3 separate regions of the Gossypium hirsutum genome follow, and regions 1 and 2 are each linked to region 3. Evidence: chromatin contacts called from public Hi-C data. All regions are on one chromosome and are shown on one strand. Each heading gives the region's core, a stretch centred on a gene start, on an enhancer-like site or on the middle of the called end of the contact. The rest is flanking DNA. Distances are from core to core; before and after follow the strand shown. Region 1 holds the start of LOC107887152 (calcineurin B-like protein 2). Region 2 holds the start of LOC107887148 (protein decapping 5). Region 3 holds the start of LOC107887165 (receptor-like protein 4).

What was found. A called contact is a pair of places that touch in the nucleus more often than the background predicts.
Region 1: a Hi-C map of leaf shows a contact between it and region 3, with 2.0 times the contacts expected there. The contact joins the promoter of LOC107887152 here to the promoter of LOC107887165 in region 3. A contact is called at or near these places in 4 of 34 Hi-C or Micro-C datasets (leaf and petal).
Region 2: a Hi-C map of leaf shows a contact between it and region 3, with 3 times the contacts expected there. The contact joins the promoter of LOC107887148 here to the promoter of LOC107887165 in region 3. A contact is called at or near these places in 13 of 34 Hi-C or Micro-C datasets (anther, callus, hypocotyl and 3 more).

Annotation. Positions count from the first base shown.
Region 1 is chrA03:56,652,972-56,657,539 of Gossypium_hirsutum_v2.1, reverse strand. LOC107887152 (calcineurin B-like protein 2) reads left to right here and starts at 2,102. Exons shown (of 9, transcript XM_041103838.1): 1 at 2,102-2,567; 2 at 2,742-2,795; 3 at 3,171-3,311; 4 at 3,725-4,568. LOC107887153 (DNA repair protein RAD16) reads left to right here. Exons shown (of 17, transcript XM_016811307.2): 15 at 164-252; 16 at 346-426; 17 at 501-716. The coding sequence ends at 570.
Region 2 is chrA03:56,587,864-56,592,246 of Gossypium_hirsutum_v2.1, reverse strand. LOC107887148 (protein decapping 5) reads left to right here and starts at 2,609. Exons shown (of 8, transcript XM_016811299.2): 1 at 2,609-3,397; 2 at 3,704-3,804; 3 at 3,973-4,044; 4 at 4,116-4,383. The coding sequence starts at 3,097. It overlaps LOC121222835 (sialyltransferase-like protein 1), which reads left to right. Exons shown (of 11, transcript XM_041103842.1): 11 at 1-774. The coding sequence ends at 84.
Region 3 is chrA03:56,303,137-56,307,985 of Gossypium_hirsutum_v2.1, reverse strand. LOC107887165 (receptor-like protein 4) reads left to right here and starts at 3,301. Exons shown (of 9, transcript XM_016811324.2): 1 at 3,301-3,500; 2 at 3,597-4,637. The coding sequence starts at 3,404.

The DNA.
Region 1 (4,568 bases), core at 853-3,352, 350 kb before region 3:
GGCATTACTCTCTCTTATTGGGATTACATTTTGTTTTAAATTTTGCAATTAAACGTTTCCTTATCTAAAATGAATGCTGTAGTGTTTAGGTTAAATTGGCTATTCCTTTGTGTACATTTCTTTTTCCTAAAGGCTTAAAATGGTAGACTTTGGACCTGATTAGGTTTTCTTGATGGACCCTTGGTGGAACCCAGCTGTGGAGCGCCAAGCACAAGATAGGATACACCGAATAGGGCAATGTAAACCAATAAGGTTGGGTTGTGATTGGAAGTTAATTTATAACAAAAATGTTAAGACTGGTTTGAGTTAATGAGACTAATTGCATCTTTTTTGGTGTGATGTTAGGATTGTGAGGTTTGTTATTGAGAACACAATAGAGGAGAGGATATTAAAGCTGCAAGAAAAGAAGGAATTAGTGTTTGAAGGGTAAGAGTTTAATTAGTTTTTGGTTAAATTTGAAGGAGTAATTTGAATGTTTAATGTGTTGTGGTGTTGTGTAGGACGGTGGGTGGCTCCACAGAGGCTCTAGGAAAATTGACGGAGGCAGACATGAGATTTCTATTTGTGTGAGCTGAGCTGGGTTGGGTTGGGTTGTTGAAGCCAAGTTCTAGTGAAATGTAAAATACTTCTCTCTTTTCTGTTTTTGCCTTGGGACATGTTATGTTTGGAACTTATATAGTTAATGCCATTATCTCTCTCAAAACTCATTGAATTTATCGACTGGCTTTTTGAATTTTTGTTCAAATAGTTTAGTCTTTTTTTGTAGATGATGTGGCATTTCATACCAACTTTTGAATTTTTTTAAGTATATAAAATTTTAATAAATCTAAAAAAATCAAATATATATAAATTAAAAGTTTCTAAAAAGCTATAAAAAATATTAACAATTTTAAAAAAAAGTTGTAGAAGTTTATAAAAAAAACTATACAAATTTTAATAAAATTTAAAAAATTACCAGGATAAGAAAGTAGAATTTGGATTTCAAAATTTTAGTTGGGAATTAAAATATTAAAATTTGAAGATTTTTAATTAATCTAAATTAAATGTTTGGATAATTCAACTTTAGATTTAGATTTTAATTAATTCTAAGTGTTAAAAATATATATAAATTTCTGAAATAAACCTGCTGGTGATTATTAAGTAAAAAAATAGAAGAGCTGTTACATCCACTAACCGTTGCAACGACTGGCTATCAGGAACGGTGCCATAATGGTTGTTCTGGGAAGAAGAAAAAAACAACAAAAAACCAAAACTAGACAACTTGAAAACAAACAAAACCACAGCCTAAAACTTTGAAAGATGAAACGACCTTTTACGAAATTTCGGTCCAATTTAAAGGTCATAATAGAGATGTGTTTAGTTTCTCTCAAGATTTAATAATGAGATCCAAATTTAAGTAATTAAAGTTAAACTTTAACTTATTCTTTTAAGATTTTATTATTAAAAAAATTTGAGAAAAAGAGTTGAAGCTTTAAGATGGTGAATTTTGGAATAATGATTAATTAGAAGAGATTAATTTTGTTCATGGGTCTAAATTCTCAATCTATGATAATAAGCTTATATGGAGAATGTTAACAAATTTAGACATTTCACTTCAAGGACCCTAATCAATCCCACAAGCTTAGGTGTTTTATATTGGATTTGAGTTTTAGGCTTATTATTTTATTATTATTTTTATTTTGAATATTTTATAATTATTAAGTATTTAAAGTTATTTAGGAGTTTTATATTAAGAATAAAGTTTTGTTTAAAATTATTTGTTGTTTAAATTAATTAGAGTTTTATTTAGATATACTTAACTAGCCTATATAAAGACTTCTTCATTATTCATTAAAGACACAATTGTGTTCATTAATCAAAGTTTTCAACTTTGGGAGAGTTTATTTTTTTGAGTAAGATTTCTTTCGTAATTTTTAGAAATAGTTTTTTCTCGATTTTCTTCAAGCAGTCGTGAGAATTTATTTTTCATCTTTAACAGAATTATTTCTTGAAGGATTAATTAGAGCTATTAAATGAATTTGTTAAATTTATATCTCAATGAGTTCAATTGAACTTCTATCTTTCTATCCTTCATTGCTATCGTTCCATCTTTCACTTTTAAACTTCATCTATTTATTTTTTTTATATATTATTATTATTTGTTGTTTGTTCTTAAATTTCTTCTTTTACTGTTTTTCACTTCTTTATTACTAAATTTATTTATTTCTTCTTTTCAAATCAGATACAAATCTTTCCTTATTGAGTTAAACAACATGAATTCAATCTGCTTTTGCCTTCATTCTGTGTCAACCAGCTAATCAAGCATCTGATCTCTCCATTCCCAGTGACTATGGCATCTTGACGATTTCTCCCATCTCGCTCCTTCAAATTTGACCACATCGGAGTCCCAAAGATAATCATTCCTTCGACGTAAAAAAACCTAATTCAATCCCTACCTTGCATGACCCTTCGATCCTTTTCTACCTCTACTTCCACCGTTCTTGGAGCTTCCTCTATCCAAAATCGAGGATCCCCGAATCTCTTTCCCTCCTCTGCTAGCAAATGAGCTGCACGATTCCTTTGATGAGGTATGAATCTAAACTCCATTGACTCAAAATTATCAGGCCTAAATTTAATCTCTTTTACCAAAACACTAATGGTCGATTTGTCTTCCTCAAGAGCCCTTAGTTTCTTTATAACAGCCAAGGCATTCCCCTTGACCACTACCTCTTGAAACCCTAACTCCTCCATAAAAATTACAGCTCTGAGACACGCCCTTGCCTTTGCCGCTGTCGAATTGCCATATTTTCATACGGGTAAGTACACGCCACAATCACTAATCCCTCATTGTTTCTAACTAATATGCCAGTTGTTGCCTTCTTTATTTATTGATGGAATGTGGTGTCAAAAATTACTTTCATTGTATCCCCAACTGGCAGTTCCCATGTGATATTATGTGATTGTTGAAATTGTGGTAATGCAAATTCCAAACTCTCCAACTCGTGCATGTTTGTCTTTACAAACACTACTACCCCTTTCACATTTCGGTTAACTACTTCATGGTAGATACTGTTTCGATTATGGTAAACCATAGTGCCCAGAAAGTGACCAACCATACTATGCATGTCTCCAACGTACTGTTTATGAATTCTTTAGCTAACCAGTGTTTCCAATTATTTTCATTGTTGGAGGAAAATGGCACCTTCAATTCTTGCAGAACTTGGACTGTGACTGGACACTCTCGAAACAAATGCTCAACTGAATCCTTAGCTCCACGACAGACAGGGTAGCAACTCACCACTGCCACTCTCCGAATCACAATATTACCAAGAGTAGGCAAAAGATTATTAGTAATTTTCCAGCATGTAATATTAATTTTACTAGCAACATTAAGGCTCCGTTTGTTTTCCTGTAAAAACTTTTTCGTAAAAGCTTTTTAGCCTTATCCTGTGTTTGTTTGGCTAAAAATGATTTTCCACTGTAAAACATTTTACAAAACATAAGAAAATGAGGTCTTTTTTGGGGAAAATCCCAGCATCAGAACTTTCTAAACGCTCTCTCCTTCTCCTTCCCCTTCCCTTCATTACGTCCCTGACCCAGGATTCATTTCTGTATAAAAAACAACCAGCAGTAATTTCGTTGACAAAAAGAAAAAAGCCCTAGCCATTTTTAGTCTTTTTAGAAATGAAACTCTCAACAATTTGGTGATTTTTTCTCTTCAATTTTTTCGTCTATTTCCCTTCAGCGACTTGCCAGTTCAAGCGAAACCAGTCGATTCAAGTTCCAAACTCAATTGTCAAAATAGACGGTGAGACAATTAACTATGGGAAATAATGAGAAATTGAGAACGGTTCTGGAATTATATGATTTGTTTGCTTGCTTCTTAGCAAAATGTAATAACATTTTTGTTTTCATATATTTGTTTTTCCCTCTGGTTGTTCCCCAATAATAATTGAAAAGAAACCTTTTTGAATCGATGTGAGATTAAAGTAGGTAGTTTTAATTAATTCCTACGCTTCAATAGATCTATTAAGTTGGCAATTTGGTTTGTTTGTATATTTTTTAAAATGAATTTTATTTTTTGTGGAATTGATTAGATGGGATCTTGATTAGGTTCAATTTGTGATGGAGTTAATGATTTTGTGTTTGAATTGGGCCTTTTGATCTGTTTGATTTTATGTATATTTGATTTTGAACTACTTTTTATTAGATTGTATGTTCTATACTACAATGCTGGAATGGATGTTAGCAAAGATGGGTGATTTGTGATCACCCTTAATTTTGTAAAATGGATGAAATGGTTAATTCTTTGTTTGGTAGGATTATTTATTTTTATCCTCTCCTTTGCGTTTCTTGATTCATGATGAATAGTGTTGTATGTGTTGTCTGATTGTATTTTGTTGATCTCTCATGTATGAGAAATAGACATGGAGGAGTTAATTCTTTATGTGCTCCTCGATGCACAAAAAATAAGGAAGGGGAAACACTTATGGAATGCTTTTAAATTTGTTAGGACAAAAGAAAATTCAAGTAGGTTAAAAGGTTAAGATCATGGTTTGATTATAAGAACTGATTTCGTTTTGAGTTTG
Region 2 (4,383 bases), core at 1,360-3,859, 280 kb before region 3:
GAAGGTGTTTCTATGTATAAAATAGATGGTAACAAATTGGACGATCTAGTATGCGTGAGACATTCTGTAAACTTCAAGGGCTAAGAAATATTACAGGTTGATGCCCTTCTGTATTCCTTTTGGTGGTGTGAGTGGGAGAAACGTTCCTTATCACCAACAAATCAGCAATGAGATGATGAGTGGCCGTTTGGGAATAGCAATCTGTCATTTTGAGTTTGGTGAAATGTTGTATGGTACTTCTGAATGCTGTCCTGTGTGTGAAGCATTGCCCATGCTTCCAATGTGGAAAAAGCCATGGAAGACATTTTGCTCTGTGGTCGCAAACTATGATTACTTGCTACAGGGTTTCTCTCTCCCTCTTTCTGGCTTTTCTGTTTTCTGATTTGAAGATTGTAATTGAATGGTGGCGAGGTGTCAGAATATCTCAATAGAGGGCAGTACAGTTGCTGTTTATGTCGAGGATGGATGTGGACTGGATAATCTGGGATGTTTGAAATTCAAATCTAAAATCTACTTAATTTAGGACATATCCGGGTTTCTTTTTTTCTGTTTGTTTTGTATTGTTTTTTTTGCATGCTTGTGCTGTCTATCGTTGCGAGTTTCCCCTTCATATCTACAAACTGTGGTTTTGTTGTTAGTTCGTTTGTGACATGTTTCGGTGACGAGGCTGGAACCGGACAAAATCTGTGATTCTAAGCATGGGTACATGCTCTAGACATATTGAACTATGATTCATCCAACCCCTTTTTCTTCAACACAGATATGTTTTCTGTATCTTCAAGATTGATTTCTTGTGGTAGAATGAGAAACTCATAAGCTTAATCGTACTAGTATTACATGAATTGGGCTGGCCGCCATCACCGTTCATAACACAGTTTAGACTAACTAAATAATAAGAGTTGCGATGCTGATATGCGGATCAAAGCATATCCACTTCCTTCTATTTTGTTTTGGGTTTTGAATCCCTTTCTCATAAATCTTTCTGCAGACTAATAAATTTAATAATCAGAAAAGAAGCAAAGCTATGTTTACCCCCAACAAAAACCTTTTACTTGTTGGTTTATTTTTCTTGAAGATAACTTGGGTACAAGTCACTTTTTCTTTTTTAAATGCCTTTTTTATTTTAACTTGAGAATTGGCATTGACTTTTAGGCACAACAAAATAAGTAAGATTTCTATTTATTTTTCCATTAATAATATCATGGTCTAAGTTTTTGTTTTTTTTGGAATCTTTTCTCATAAAATTCTTGAGGAGGAGGAGAATAGAGGGTTTAGAGGGTAATAAATAAGGGAATTTATAACCAGATGATAGTTTGGCGTTTTGTAAGGAGAGGATAAGAAAAGTGAGACGACAAACATAGTCTACATACATGCATTTGGCATGTTGAATCAAGATATACGCAAAGCAAGAGTAATAAAATATGGTTTCAATGGTAAGTTATTGTTTTCATTTGATGTGAATAAATACAATCTTGAAAATCCGATTCTCTTTGCATTCCCGTCTCGTAGTTGTTAATTCTCTAGTTTAATGCATGACTAGATCTAATAAAGTGGGTTTAGTTATTCATGTTTTATTGATACATAGAGATAAAAGCTTGGTTCTTAGGGGTCTGTTCTTTCGTCCAAGTATTTCTCTGCTCATAACCTTCCTTTCTCTGCGCTGGGGTGTTGCCATGTTATCAAATTTCCTTTATATTTTTTCTTTTATCTTATTTTATACAAACCATACTTTATCCACGCATTCAAAACCACTTAAATTTTGTTATTTCCAAAATTTTATATATGTGTAGTATCATCTCTCTTATTATTTTCACATAATCATAAATTTTATTCAATATAATTTTTAAAAAGTATCTTATTTTGTTTAATAGATTGACTCATATTTCAAAATTTAAAAAATCTAAAATTGAACAATAAGGATAATTGCAAATTTAATCTAATGATTTTAATTACTACTATTTTGTATCAAATTAAAATTTCAAATTTTAAAAGATTCTATAATTAAAAATAACTATAAAAATTAAATCCAGAATTCAACGGAACAAAAGACAAAAGCATTGTGTTAATTGTGCTTACCGTTTCCAATGGGGAAAAAACTGCAATTGTCTGTCTATTTATCTAATTGTATAATCCCATGTTTTAAAATTTGGTTTACTTCTCAAATTAATTATGCCATTAGCTATCAATTTAATTCAGTTGTTGGTTTAATAGTAATAAAAAAAATTATAAACTAATTCAACTATTATATTAAACAATTTAATTAATTGTTCCAATTTCATTCAAACAACATTAATATAATCTATTTATACAGATAAATGGCTTAATATCTCTTTTGGCCCTTATACTGTAGCTAAATTATCACTTTATTACTTTTACAATTTCTTTTATCAGTTTAACCCCTTGTATTATTATTTTATATACGGCTAAAAAACCTCCTTATCCAACCAAATGTTGCCACCAAGAAAACTCAAATTCCCTTAAAAAAATATTGAAAATTTATAAAAAAGAATTCCTAAAATTCACCCAAAAGAAAAATCTATAATTTTCTAAAAAAAGCCAAAATTCCGAATTTTTAAAATTTTATGAATATGTTTTTCATAGTTATAATTTTGAATGGCTACACCATCAAGGTTAAAGCCTTCTCAGCCACTTTATCTACAAGAACATCCTTCATTTTCTTTTAAATGAACTAATATTTGATGTATTCTAAGCTAAAAATTTAATTAATATTTAGATTTAGTCCCTTAACTCTATTCATCATTTCTATTTTCTTTATTTTTGAAATGTGTATTTCCTTTAATTTAACCTAATATTTTGTCGTAATTTATTTTTCATTAATTAAAACTATCTTTTATCATTTTTAAAAATAGATTATTTTTAGTTTTTCATAATTTTTTAAGTTTTAAGATTTTTTTTAAATGTCTGGATTTAAAAAAAAAATCAAGTTTAGCATGCCGTTGGTTATAATGATAGTAACGGAAAATTGAACAGTTTTTGAAATAGAAATTTGGATTGGGTAAAACTTATACAGATACCAAAATGGTAATTTAGCTATAGTGCAGGGCCAAAAGAGATATTAACCCAAAAGTAAAACACATGAATTTTATCTGCGATACTATCTCAAATAAACAAAGGCGTCGTCCACCCAGTTCACAATCTGAAACCCTAATCTCTATCTTTTCAGTTCACTTTCTCTCTCTATTAAATTCTCATGTTATAGCAAGGAAGAAGAAAAGAGATCGGTTAATGGAGACGGGCAGTTCGAGTACGAAGTCGGGTTCAACAGCCGATTCCTACATTGGAAGCGTAATAAGCTTAACTTCCAAGAGTGAGATCAGATACGAGGGCGTTCTTTACAACATCAACCCTGACGAGTCCAGTATTGGATTAAAAAACGGTACCCTCTTCTCTTCACTTCTCTTCCATTGACAACTATTTTGCGTGGGCTCTTTATTGACTTCAAGTCGTGCACCTTGATTTTGCTGGGATTTGTTGTTTGTACCCGCAAATTCAACTCAATTACTATATGGGCATCCGTCAACTCATTCTTTAGCAAATTCAAGTGTTTTTTATTGGTTTCTCTGCTCTGCTCTAATTTGTTTACTTTCTCGAAATCCGTCACTACTAGTCTTTTATGCAGTTTTATGGCGTGTTCCTTTTGAATTCATTGTATATACTTGTGCTTTTATTTCTGTTTGGGCAGTACGATCATTTGGAACTGAAGGAAGGAAAAAAGATGGTCCGCAAGTACCCCCAAGTGACAAAGTTTATGAGTACATATTATTCCGCGGAAGCGACATTAAGGTATTATTATGCTTACCTGCTTTCACAAAATTCATTTGCCCCCAATCTTAATTTTCTCGTTGTGGAGGTTTTTTCCTGTGCTTCTTCACTTCCCAAGTAATAAACTTGACCAAGATGTTATTGAATTTTATAGTCACTAATGAAATTTCTTTTGGCTTGGTTTTGCAGGATTTACAAGTTAAATCTTCACCACCTGCACAGCCTACCCCATCCATAAATGATGATCCTGCAATTATCCAGGTTAAGAGTTAGAAATGAAACATTAATTTAAGTCTGACTCATTAAATCCTGAAGATTTCCTATCATTGCAGTCTCAGTTTCCGCACCCAGTTTCCACAACTACAAGCGCGCTTTCTGCTGCTACCCGACCTTTAACCGATCCTGCTACACGTGCTGCTCAAATGGGACTACCGGGGTCTAATTATCAAGCAGCCCTACCTTTATATCTACCTGGAGGGAACTTACGTTCATGGGGGGCATCGCCTCCACCTCCAGCTGCTAATGGTAATGAGCTTCCTATGCCAATGTATTGGGAAGGATACTATGGTCCCCCAAACCGGCCTCCACATTTGCACCATC
Region 3 (4,849 bases), core at 2,052-4,551:
CATGGGCGTGTGAGGCCATTTCGAGAGTTACACGGCCTAGCACACGGGCTTGTGGCTTAGCCATGTGACCTAAGTTAGAGAGTTACATGGGCAGGGACACGGGCTGAGACACGGCTATGTGTCCTTTTTTCAAATGTTACACGACCTGAGACACGAGTGTGTGTCTCAGTCATGTGATCCCTGCAGTGTGAATTTTTCTAACTTTTTCCTTAAGGTTTCATATGTTCTCGATTTAGTCTCGAATTGTCTTAAAAGTATTTTTAAGGCCTCGAGGGCTCGAATAAGGGACGATATGGGTGTGTTTAAATGAATTATGCTATGATTTATCTAATGTTTGAAAATGAATGTTTTAAGTTATGATTTTACGGTAATGCTCCGTAACCCTATTCTAGCGACAGATACGGGTTAGAGTGTTATAGATAAGCTTTTGCAAGCTTGCTCTAAGTTGCTAACACGAAATGAACAAGGGATCTAACGACCCTAAATTTGTAGAAGAAAGCTTGTGCATAAATAGTTGGATCTGAGCAGTTGCCCAAGCAGTTTTGTGTAGGAGACGCAAAACCTATAAATTCTCATACACACTACTAATGAAGCATGTACACCTTACTGCTCTAGAAACTTACTATATATTATTTATCTTTTTATGTACTTACTATCTTAAGTATCGGAGGGTATTTCACAAATAAAACTCAAAATCAATTTCTCCTTTTTGTACATTGATAATTTACTTACAATCATCCTAATCCATCTTCCAAAATTGACAGAAACATATATAAAATAGGCTAAATGCTTAAATTAGAGCCCAACCTTTTAAGAGTTGCACATATAAGGGCCAAACCTTTCAAAATTCTTATATAATGGTTTAACATTTATACAAATGTTCAAATAAGGACTTGTCATGTATTTCAACCCAATTTGAGTAAATATTTGGTGAACTCTAACGTATTTAGAATAAAGTACAAGACAATTGAATCAAATATTGCTTTTAAAAAAATAAAAACATAATTTGAGACATAATATACGACATTTGAGAAGCTCTTATTTGAGCTCTTTGAAAGGTTTAGCTTTCATTTGAGCAATTTTGTAAATATTAGACCCTTATATGAGCATTTTTAAAGGTTTGACCTTTATGTGAGCCACCTCTATAAAGTTTGGGCTCCAATTTGAGCATTTAGCCTATAAAATAAAATAGATGATTTTATACATTTATTTATTATTATTTTTTGATAGAAATATATTTTTGATAAGAAGACTTTTTTAGTTAGTATAATATAAACAACTTGAGAGATCTGAATTAATATTATACCCCTCTAATCTCAACCTCTTTTACTGTCTCCCTTTATACTCCCACCCCTATTTTATAGTGGCAACTAATTTCTTTCCTGTGGATGCACAGGTTGATCGCATGCAGTAATTGAAATATGTTATGCTTTGCATATAAAAAGTAAAACAAGTTTTTTTTTTAAAGCTTAGATAACAAATCTAAGATAACATCAATAGCTAATGTAATATATCTGTGACTAGTAACGACTGTCGAATGTCATCCTCCAAAAGTTCCCTTACATATCTAAGGGGTTCCTAAAAAACAACCAATTGGTCCATCACGCCACCATTTGCTTTCGCAATGCAATCCGCAACTCTGTTGGCCTCCCCCTAAATATGTCTAAACTTAACTTCCCAATGTTTTAAACACGACTGATGAATGCTTTTAATTTTATCAACATTGTTTACTTATGCCCAACTATTTCGAATAAATTCAATCAACATAGCATTATTACATTCTAATATTTAAAAAAATATAAAAGAGTCAAATTGTATAAGCATATAATATAATTTCGTTAGTTAGTAATCATATTTATAATCTAAATTATTTAGTTGTTGATTACCATATTTATAGTCAAATATGTTGTAATTTACGCAACCATATTTTAACATTGAAATAAATAATAATTACTGAAATACAAGGTCAGTAATTATAGGAAAAAGGATTCACCTAATAACAATAACTAAAAATGATTACAAGTTGCACGGATAACAATATCACTTTTCATGAAAACAACATCTCACTAACTAATTTTTCCTAAAGTTTTTTTTACCCTATGATGCATAGGTTGATTTTTTGGATTAATTAAAATATATTAAATTAATGTATGTTATTTTTCTAATAAATTCTCTCAAATAACATAAGTAAGAAATTAAAATATAAAAAATATGGGATATAAAATTAATTTGTAAACAGTACTAAAAGATAATTTTAAACTACATTTAAATATTTAATTATATTTTAAATTATTTAAAAGCTTTTAAATTTCTTATAATTTTTAATAAAATTTAAATTTATTTTAAAATTTTTAAAATTACTCTTAATATTAATGTAATTAAATATTGGAATGTAAATAACTTATATTAATTTAAATATTATTATTATTTTTAATATGGATTGAAATATATCTAAAGTAAATGATAAGAAAATAATCATCTAAATTATTTATCCACTTTTAAAAAAGTTAAGGCTTTATTTGAGCACTTTCAAATAAATTTTACTAAGAATACTTTCTTTTGGATGGTATGATATAATCAAGAGATGCGAATCAATATTATACTCCTGCCCCTACGCTGCGTCCGATGTAGGAATTGATCGCATATAATAATTAAAAAATAAATTAAATTGAAACCAAGTATATTAAATTGTTTCATTAGTTAATACGAAATCATAATTATAGGAAAAAGTGTTCACTTCATAACAATAAATAAAAAATGCTGACATGTTGCGCGGATAACAATACCACTTTTCATAAAAACAACCTTTCACTAACTAATTTTTCTTAAAATGCATCAAAGCCTTATTTTAGATAATATCTTATTTTCTTAATTCTGCATCGCACTGGTTAATTTTGCATTTTAATTAAAAATATATTATTATTTTTTTAAAATTAATGTAACTAAAGATTGAAATATAAATAATTAACACCAATTATTTTTTAAATATTTAATTTAATTATTTTTAAAGATTAATGTAATTAATAGTAAATTACATTTTATTATTTTTTAAAATTAATTTAATTAAATATTGAAATATAAATAATTAGATAAAGAATAGTATTATTATTTAATATGAATTGAAACATATTTAAAGTAAATTATAAGAAAAATACTATTTAATTTATTTTATTATTTGAGTATTTTCAAAAAGCTTTTACTTTTCCAATTTGAGGATTTAGTAATTCGATTTTATGCTTTTTATTTATTTATTTTTAATTGGTATTATGTAAACAAATTGTTGAAGTGTGAATTAATATTATATCCCACTAATCTCGCCCTCTTTTACTGTCTGACTTTATACTCCCACCCCACCCCTACTTTATAGCGTCAATGTCCAAAATCAAATCCCCCATTTCCTATTATGTTTCTCTCTCGTTCCACCATGTCCTTCCTCTTCCTTTTCCTGCTCTCCTTGGCTCTCCTCCTCCACTCTTCCTCCCCTTTGCCCTACCCTTACAGTAAGCCACTTCCACCACCTTTTGTTTTTCTTTTCTTATTCTCGCTCACTATCTTCTAACTGCTGCTATTGTATTTTGTTTTTGTTTTCTTTGCAGACACTAGCTTCCACATTGACTGCGGCAGTTCCACTCCTTCCACCGACTCCTACAACATCTCTTGGCTACCCGACAAATTCTTCACTGGCGGTTCCACCTCCGTGGTCTCCGAGCCCCTACATTTCCATCTTCAACACGAAAAGACTCTCCGTTACTTCCCACTCTCCTCCGGTAAGAAGAATTGCTACAATATCCCCCTTCCTGCTGGCCGTTACTACATCCGTACTTTTACCGTTTACGACAACTACGACGGCAAATCCCATTCCCCTTCCTTCGACGCTTCTGTCGAGGGCACTCTCGTCTTTTCCTGGCGCTCTCCTTGGCCCGAATCTCTCACTCGAGATGGCGCTTACTCCGATCTCTTTGCCTTCGTCAAAGACGGTCAACTCGATTTCTGTTTTTACAGCATTGCCACTGACCCTCCCGTCATCGCTTCTCTGGAAGTCGTCCAGATCGATCCTTTGTCATATAACTCCGCCCAAACCAGCGATAGCTACATTCTAGTCAACTATGGGCGACTCTCTCCCGGTTCATCACAATGGGGACCCGGTTTCACATCCGACCCGGACGCCTTCGGCCGCTCCTGGCAATCCGATTCCGATTACCGAGCTGGAAAGTCGGAATCCGCTAAAGTTATAACCACTAAAGAAAAAATAACTGGTACCGATAAAGCGCCGAATTACTTTCCCATGAAATTGTACCAATCGGCGGTGACAATTGAGGGACGTCTGGAATACGAATTACCAGTGGATGCAAAGCTTGATTACTTGGTGTGGTTTCATTTTGCGGAGATCGATTCGACGGTTAAAAAGGCAGGGGAGAGAGTGTTCGATGTGCTGGTCAACGATAAGAATGTGAGTAGAGTGGATATATTAAAGGAAGTTGGGAGCTTTGCGGCTTTTAGTTTAAATTATACGGAGAAGAATTTGAGCAGTTCTGTGTTGAATGTGAAGCTGTCGCCTGTGGCAGGGGCTCCGTTGATCTGTGGGCTTGAAAATTACGCCATGGTTCCAGCTGATTTGGCCACGGTTCCTGAACAAGGTAAAGATGCTGAATTTTTATTATTTATATGAACTTTTTAGTGATTTGCATGTTAAGTTGAAAGTTGCGTATGAGAGTTTGGTTGGTCCTTGAAATCATTAGTTTTCTATAGGAAAATTAGACTTTTTGGGTAGTTAATTTGATTAGGAATGGTGGTGGGTAGGATATGCGATTTTATTTATTTGTCTGAATCTACAAATTTACCTAAAAGT